Linked DNA regions of Zea mays: region 1 is linked to region 2. The links are chromatin contacts, called in public Hi-C maps. All regions are on one chromosome and are shown on one strand. The core of a region is the stretch at or near the end of the contact, and the rest is flanking DNA. Distances in the headings are between cores, read along the strand shown. Region 1 holds the start of LOC542212 (ribulose bisphosphate carboxylase small subunit 1). Region 2 holds the start of LOC100193310.

What was found. Hi-C and Micro-C count contacts between places; a contact is called where the count stands out from the background.
Region 1: a contact with region 2 is called in a Hi-C map of tassel, with 4 times the contacts expected there. The contact joins the promoter of LOC542212 here to the promoter of LOC100193310 in region 2. A contact is called at or near these places in 2 of 25 Hi-C or Micro-C datasets (ear and tassel).

What each region holds. Positions count from the first base shown.
Region 1 is chr4:196,176,667-196,179,890 of Zm-B73-REFERENCE-NAM-5.0, forward strand. LOC542212 (ribulose bisphosphate carboxylase small subunit 1) reads right to left here and starts at 1,435. Exons shown (of 2, transcript NM_001111824.1): 1 at 1,228-1,435; 2 at 446-1,063. The coding sequence starts at 1,374. The coding sequence ends at 698.
Region 2 is chr4:195,899,142-195,902,593 of Zm-B73-REFERENCE-NAM-5.0, forward strand. It overlaps LOC100193310, which reads right to left and starts at 1,862. Exons shown (of 3, transcript NM_001138448.2): 1 at 1,072-1,862; 2 at 789-966; 3 at 189-691. The coding sequence starts at 1,783. The coding sequence ends at 658. LOC103654372 (a long non-coding RNA gene) reads left to right here. Exons shown (of 5, transcript XR_004857900.1): 4 at 1-1,000.

The DNA of each region.
Region 1 (3,224 bases), core at 185-2,684, 280 kb after region 2:
GGTTTCATTTTGCTAGTGTTCTAGCACTACTTTATGTGTGATGTAAACATAAAACTGCATCTGTTGGCTTATTTCGTTTTCCATTCCACAAGATAGGTATATACATATATATGCAGTTTAATAATAGCATCACGCTTGTTGGTACATCTCGAATTCGTTCACTTAAGATCTCAAAAAAGACATAGGAAAGGAAAGAAGGAATTGAAGTGAAGAGGACACACATCCATTAATTAGCATATATATGATGAGACAGATATATAAATAAAAAGCACCAGTTATATATTAACTTAACACGGTGTCGTATAGTATTGTCGGCGCCTCGGCGGATTTATATATATAGTTTGTATCCATATTACATGTATATGATAGCCGGAGCTTGCATTCACATGTTCCTCACCCCAAGTATATATAGGCGTTGCAGTAGTTTTGTAGCAGGTATAGAGGTAGCCAATGCAAGGCCATGATTGCAACAATGGATACATCACATCCAGCAGAGAACTGCTGGAAAGCAAAGGAACCATGGCCGGGGAAAAGAAGAAAAAAAAAGGAAAAAAGGAAAGAAGAAACCAAGCAAGCAAAGGGTACACGGTGACCCGAAGCAAAACCGAACGACAGAGACGACGCATGGCACTAGCTACTAGCTCACGCAGGAGCTAGCTAGCTAGCTAGCCGGCGGGGGGCGGCCGGCGGGCGCGGTCTAGTCGCTGCCCGGGGGCTTGTAGGCGATGAAGCTGACGCACTGCGTCTGCTTGATGTTGTCGAAGCCGATGACGCGGTGGAAGGCGTCCGGGTAGGATTTGATGGCCTCCTGCAGCTCCTTGTACACCTGGGTGGCGTCGTTGCAGCCGAACATGGGCAGCTTCCACATGGTCCAGTAGCGGCCGTCGTAGTAGCACGGGGAGGTGGAGTTCTCGCGGTACACGAAGCCGACCTTGCTGAACTCGAGGCAGGGTATCCAGCCGTTGCGCAGCAGGTAGTCCACCTGCTTCAGCAGGTCGTCCGTCGACAGCGGCGGCAGGTACGACAGCGTCTCGAACTTCTTGTTGCCGTAGGCCGGCCACACCTGCACGTAGTACGTGTGTTTTGGTTCGTTTGGGGTTGGGAAATGGGATGGGATGGGCAACACACATCAGTCCATGCATGGATCATCAGTTCCCTTCCTATTACTAACTCGCTAGCTGCAGCTGCTGCAATGCAAAGAACTACTAGCTAGGATGCATTTGTTACCTGCATGCACCGGATCCTTCCGCCGTTGCTGACGTTGCCGAGGCTTCTGGAGGAGCGGCGGGCGACGGGGAGGCTGGCGGTGGACTTGAGCCCCTGGAACGGAGCGACGGCGGTGGCCGACGAGGCCATCATCACGGTGGGCGCCATGGCTGCCTGGCTGCCTAGTATGTATGTACTCGCTGCTTGCTTGCTTGCTTGGGTCGTCCTGTAGTAGGCTCCCCCACACCGACGGCATATATAGAGGGGGAGAGTGTGCGACGGGATGGCCGGCTCCGGCTCTCGTTGGGGGCAGGACGCAGTACAGGACAGGACGAAGCGGATGTGGGACGAGTGGCCACCGTTCTCCCGTGGCCGCGCCCGGCCAGCCTGGCCCTATCCTGATCGCGTCCGCCACCACATGTCGCGTCCCCGTGGCGCGCCTTATCGCCTGCGCGCCATGGTTGGACTATGCGTGATGTGCCAGGGACTTGTAGATAGGAGGAAGCGCAGTTTAGGCTCGTCGCGGTTCTGGGCAAAGACAAAACAGTTTTGGGCTTGGGCTTCGGCTTCGGCTTCGGCTGCGTCTGCTTGCAGTTTTGGCTCTTTGCATCGTCTGCTGCTCTCTCACCTGAGGCACTGACGCCGGCCCTGTTTGGATCTACAGAATTGGGCTGAATTCAAGTCAGTTTCCAGGATGGCTTGTTTGGCAGCGCATTGAAATTGGAAAGTGACAGTAGAATTTTTTGGCATATATATGCGCCTTACTTAGCTACCTCGAATTCATGGCAATTCCGCCTCTTGTCTTTTATCGGGCGTCGTCCACGAGCGCCTACGCCTTCCCCAACCATTCCACCTATTCTATTTTTCTACAAAAAAAATAATTACCCCAGCCTCAGCTATTTATGAAAAATATATGAACTTTCGCTAGAGTTGCATTTGAATTCCCCACGTCTGTCATCAGTCATCACGAAAGAAAGGTAAATCTAAAACTCCTCCTAAAAATGTTATTTAATTACCCAAACATGCCTAAAACTGCATTTAAGGATATCTACTATGAAAGGTATTGCAAAATAACACACTAAATGTGCCATTTATCTTTGCAAGCCGCGGATGCAGATCTAGCGCCAGATTAAAGGGAGCTCGATTCATGGATATATGTTCTTTTTCAAAGAATGTTTATGGTCGATGTTTGTTATTTTTTTCGTTTTGCGAAACCGTATGCAAGAAATTACAAAAGGTGGGGAACTTTTTGTTTTCATAATCAAAAAAATATGTCTTTTAGATTACGCGTATCTAAGCAATGTAAATACGCTAAATTTGTGTCTTACTTATGTACCTACGTGCTCAATTAACTAAATATTCCACATATTTTTGTCTTACCAATATAATCTATTATAGAAAATAATTCAACAACCATAGAAATATGCATAAATTTTTCTAGACTACACATTCTACCATTTCTCTACTGATATAAGGTCCTGTCCTTAAGCAACCTAGTTTTTAAGAAGCCAGATTCTATCTCTAATTTCCAGAAATTGGTTTATAAAAACAACTGGTTAATCGTGTTTGTAACCATCTCAATTTCTATAAATTAGTTTTAGCTAGGGGAGGCTAGCTTCTTGGTTTTAAGAAACCGAGAATCCAGTTTCCATAAACAAGCACATAAACTGATATGTTTGAAACCACCTCATCTTGATAAACCAATTTCTTAAAACTGGGAGCTTCCATACAGACCCTTAAGCATCAGTTTTTCTCGTTTCCACCGTCGTCCATTTAAAAAATCCTTATGCATTTTATAATCTAACCCACGGTCTAACAACTACAACACATACAAGGCAAAACCGCATTCTTGTGTCACTTTCCAATTCAATGCGTTGGTGGCCCCAGGTCTGTACAGTCTCCGTGTTCGCCCCGAGATCTTGCCTGGCGATGTTGCCTCCGACCTCGTCGCGACACAGATCCTCGTGCCCGATATACCTCCGTGTTGGCCTACCCACGCTCCCCAAACCCTAGGGGTT
Region 2 (3,452 bases), core at 612-3,111:
TTCCGAAACAGGATTGCCACTTTTTTTTGCGGAGAAAAGGTCAAGTACATTACTTTTACGAAGTGAAAGCATTGCACCACCACTGATGAACCGCAGGATAGAACAGTAGAAGCAGGGAGATGCTGGAGCGAGGGAACAAAATCCCCATGGGGATATTGCATTGTTTCTTCAGGAGGCAGGCAGGCACACACATCAACTTCACAGTTTGTTCTCTATCGGACCCACAAATTAAGACATATAGGTACAGATGACACACACATACATACACACACATCTCTCTCTGTCTGTTGTCTCTCGTTCCAGCTCCTTGGCAGCTTGATGCTTCCTGCAAACCTCCCACGCATGCCCGGCCCCCTGCTACCAGATCCCCTACAGTAAGTAGGGTTTTCTGGAAGCCATGGAGAAGAAAATAAAAATTAAAAAAAAAAAACGGAACAGCAAAAAGGCAGCAGCATTCTTCTGGGGGCGGGGATGGAAGGAAGATTGCCCGGGAAACAAGGGATCTCTCTCCACTTCCTTCCTTCCTTTTTTTTTCTCCCCGTGTACAGGTCAATTCAATCCTGTCACTTCGTGTGCAAGTAGTACTAGGCGGCTGCTGCTGCTGCTAGCAACTACTACTGCTACTACTTTGGCTGTTTGGATTCTGCAGGCATAATCTTAAATCTCCTCGTCATGCTGGTATGGACTGCCCCTGACGTATTAGAAGTTCGAAAACTCGTTAGCTATGGTTTTATATATGATATGACGCGGGTCAAATTCTGATGGGTTTTTTTTCGTTCAGTGCTGACCAGTTGTTGTAAGCGTAGGGGCTTTGGTGCATGTAGCCGTACATCGCCGTTGGTGTCTCCGGCTCCGGCCCCGGGCCGCAGTCGAGGTTTACGCCGAACAGCCGGAGCCGCCGCGACGGTGGCGGCGGTGCCGAAGCTGCACTGCAGCTCCTGTTGTCTCTGTCGGACTGAGATTCTCCTGCAATTGTTCACCCCACAGCAGTGCATAAGAGGTATGAGAAAAGAGTGCATACAGATCTTTCTTTCTTTCGTTCTGTTACGAGCAGCAGTGTTTTTAATTTACCTGCATGTTGCATGTTGTTGCTGTGGTCATGGTCAGCTGAGTGGCGGTGGTAGGCATGCTGGGAATTGGCTGGGCTGCTGGTGGGGTACGAGTACGAGCCTGATGTGCTGTAGCACATTGGGCTCCAAGGCGACGGCTGCTGCTGCTGCTGGTGGTCTGCGCCAGCGCTCTGTGCAGGTGCCACTACTACGCGCACGGCAGCAGCAGCGGGGGGCACTGTTGTTGCAGCAGTAGCAGTAGTCTCGCCGCGGCGGCTGTGGCTGATGAACAGGCGGTCGGGCATGCCGAAACCACGCATCCTCTGGAAGCGCACGACGTCGCCGGCGTCAAGCTGCTTCTCCTTGACGTAGCGGCTCCAGCCCTTGGTGAGCACGTAGCTCTGGCTGCTGGTCCAGTACGAGTAGCGGAACCGCCACGGCTTGTTGGCGGCGGCAGCCTCGTCGTCGTCGTCGTCCTCGAAGCACAGGATGAGGCCTTTGTCGCCGGCGCCGCTGCTGCTGAGAGGGAAGTACCTCTCGGCGTGCTGCTTGGGGATCACCAGCCTGTTGAGCTTGCCCACGTCGCTCGGCGTCAGCGGCTTCTCGAACAGGTGCTCCTTCTCGTAGTGGTGGTGCTGCTGGTGGTGGTAGTGTAGGTTGGTGTACATGGCCACGCCCCAGGGCCAGGCCTGCGGGTGCTGGTGCTGCCCTTGGGAGAGATGGTTCGTGGCCATTTCTTGTGCAGCGAGGAAAGCTCTTGGGTGGCGGCGGTGGTGGGGAGTAGAGTAGCGCAGCGCAGTGATGGTGTGTGTGTGTCGCGTAGAGAACCATGCAGGTGTCTTGGCCAGGCATTTATAGCCCAAGAGCAGGAGGACTTTTGGGACGACGACGGAGCTAGCTAAGCTAGCTAGCGTCTACGCGAGACGTAGTATTAATATTCCCCCCCCCCCCCCCCCCCCCCCCCTGCTGGTACTACACAACATGAGGTCTTGATGCGTTTGATCTGGCTATTAGCATGGAGAAGGCTAGAGAGACAGGAGGAATCAAAGTGTGAAGGGCTTCAGAGGTGGGCGTGAGGCAGGTTATAAAATATGTAGTAGTAGGCTGGTGGTGAGGCCGGGCCGGGACGACGATCAGGTGGTGTACGTGGTGCTACTTCAAAGTTAGTGCCTGGACTGGACATTGTGTGTGTGTGGCCTAACCACAGCCATCCAGGGAGAGGGAGGTGGTGTAGGCCCTACCATTTTGCTTTCCATGTGCTCTGGTGGTGGTTGGAGCCTAGACGTACCACTGTCATTAGCACATTTAGCTACCCGGACCGTTTTTAACCCCGGCCGTCGATCTTGGATGGATGGACGGTGAGAGGAAGTCATGAGCATTATCCCATCGTCCCATAGATTGGCAGCAGTTTCTTCATGCCCCTGTGGTCCGCATGCATTGGGATAGCTGGTGGACAGTTACGTGTCAAGGGTACTACTGCTACTGCATGCATGATCTCGCAGGCCAGGCCAGGCCGGTGTGACATCTGGGGCATGTTTGGTTCCCTACCTAACTTGCCACACTTTGCCTAACTTTTCTGCCTAAGGTTAGTTCTTCAATTTGAACGACTAACCTTGGGCAAAGTGTGGCGTAGTTAGCCACGAACCAAACAGGCCCCTGATCGAGGCGCGCGCGTATGCTCTAACTATCCACGCACTGTTTTCTACTCGTACCGCCAGCCATGCATTTTTTTTTCTGATCCCAGATTCAATACGACCAAGGGGTTCTGCTAGACCTGTCTCATTCAATAATGAGGATATATCTGGTGCACATGGAAGCTTAGTGCACATGATACACATATTAAATCATAATCATCCATCTTAGATCTAACATATCTTGTTAATCATTGCAATTTACAAATAACACCTTCTATCACTACGTCCCACCACGTCAGAGGGTGTACTTAGCAAAATATATATAGATCTAAAATGAGTTGTGATGATTTAATATGTATAATATGCACTACCGGAATCCGAGGCTTTGCCGAGTGTTGGCCGCTTTGCCGAGTGCCTTTTGTCGGGCACTCGGCAAAGACGGCTTTGCCGAGAGCCGCCCTCGGTAACGTTAGGCTCTCGGCAAAGAGCCACTTTACCGAGTGCTGGACACTCGGCACAGGTGCACACTCGGCAAAGACACATTCGACACAGGGCAGACACTCGGCAAAGATAACTCCTTTGCCGAGTGTCACCAGGGACACTCGGCAAAGCCGCCGTCTCCGTCACCCGGCGCCGTAACGACTGCTTTTCTTTGCCGAGTGCTCTCTGACACTCGGCAAACCTCTTTGCCGAGTGCCCGAGAAAAAGCACTCGGCAAAGAAGGCTTTGCCGATGCACTGTTTGCCAAGCCTTCTTTGCCGAGTGCCAC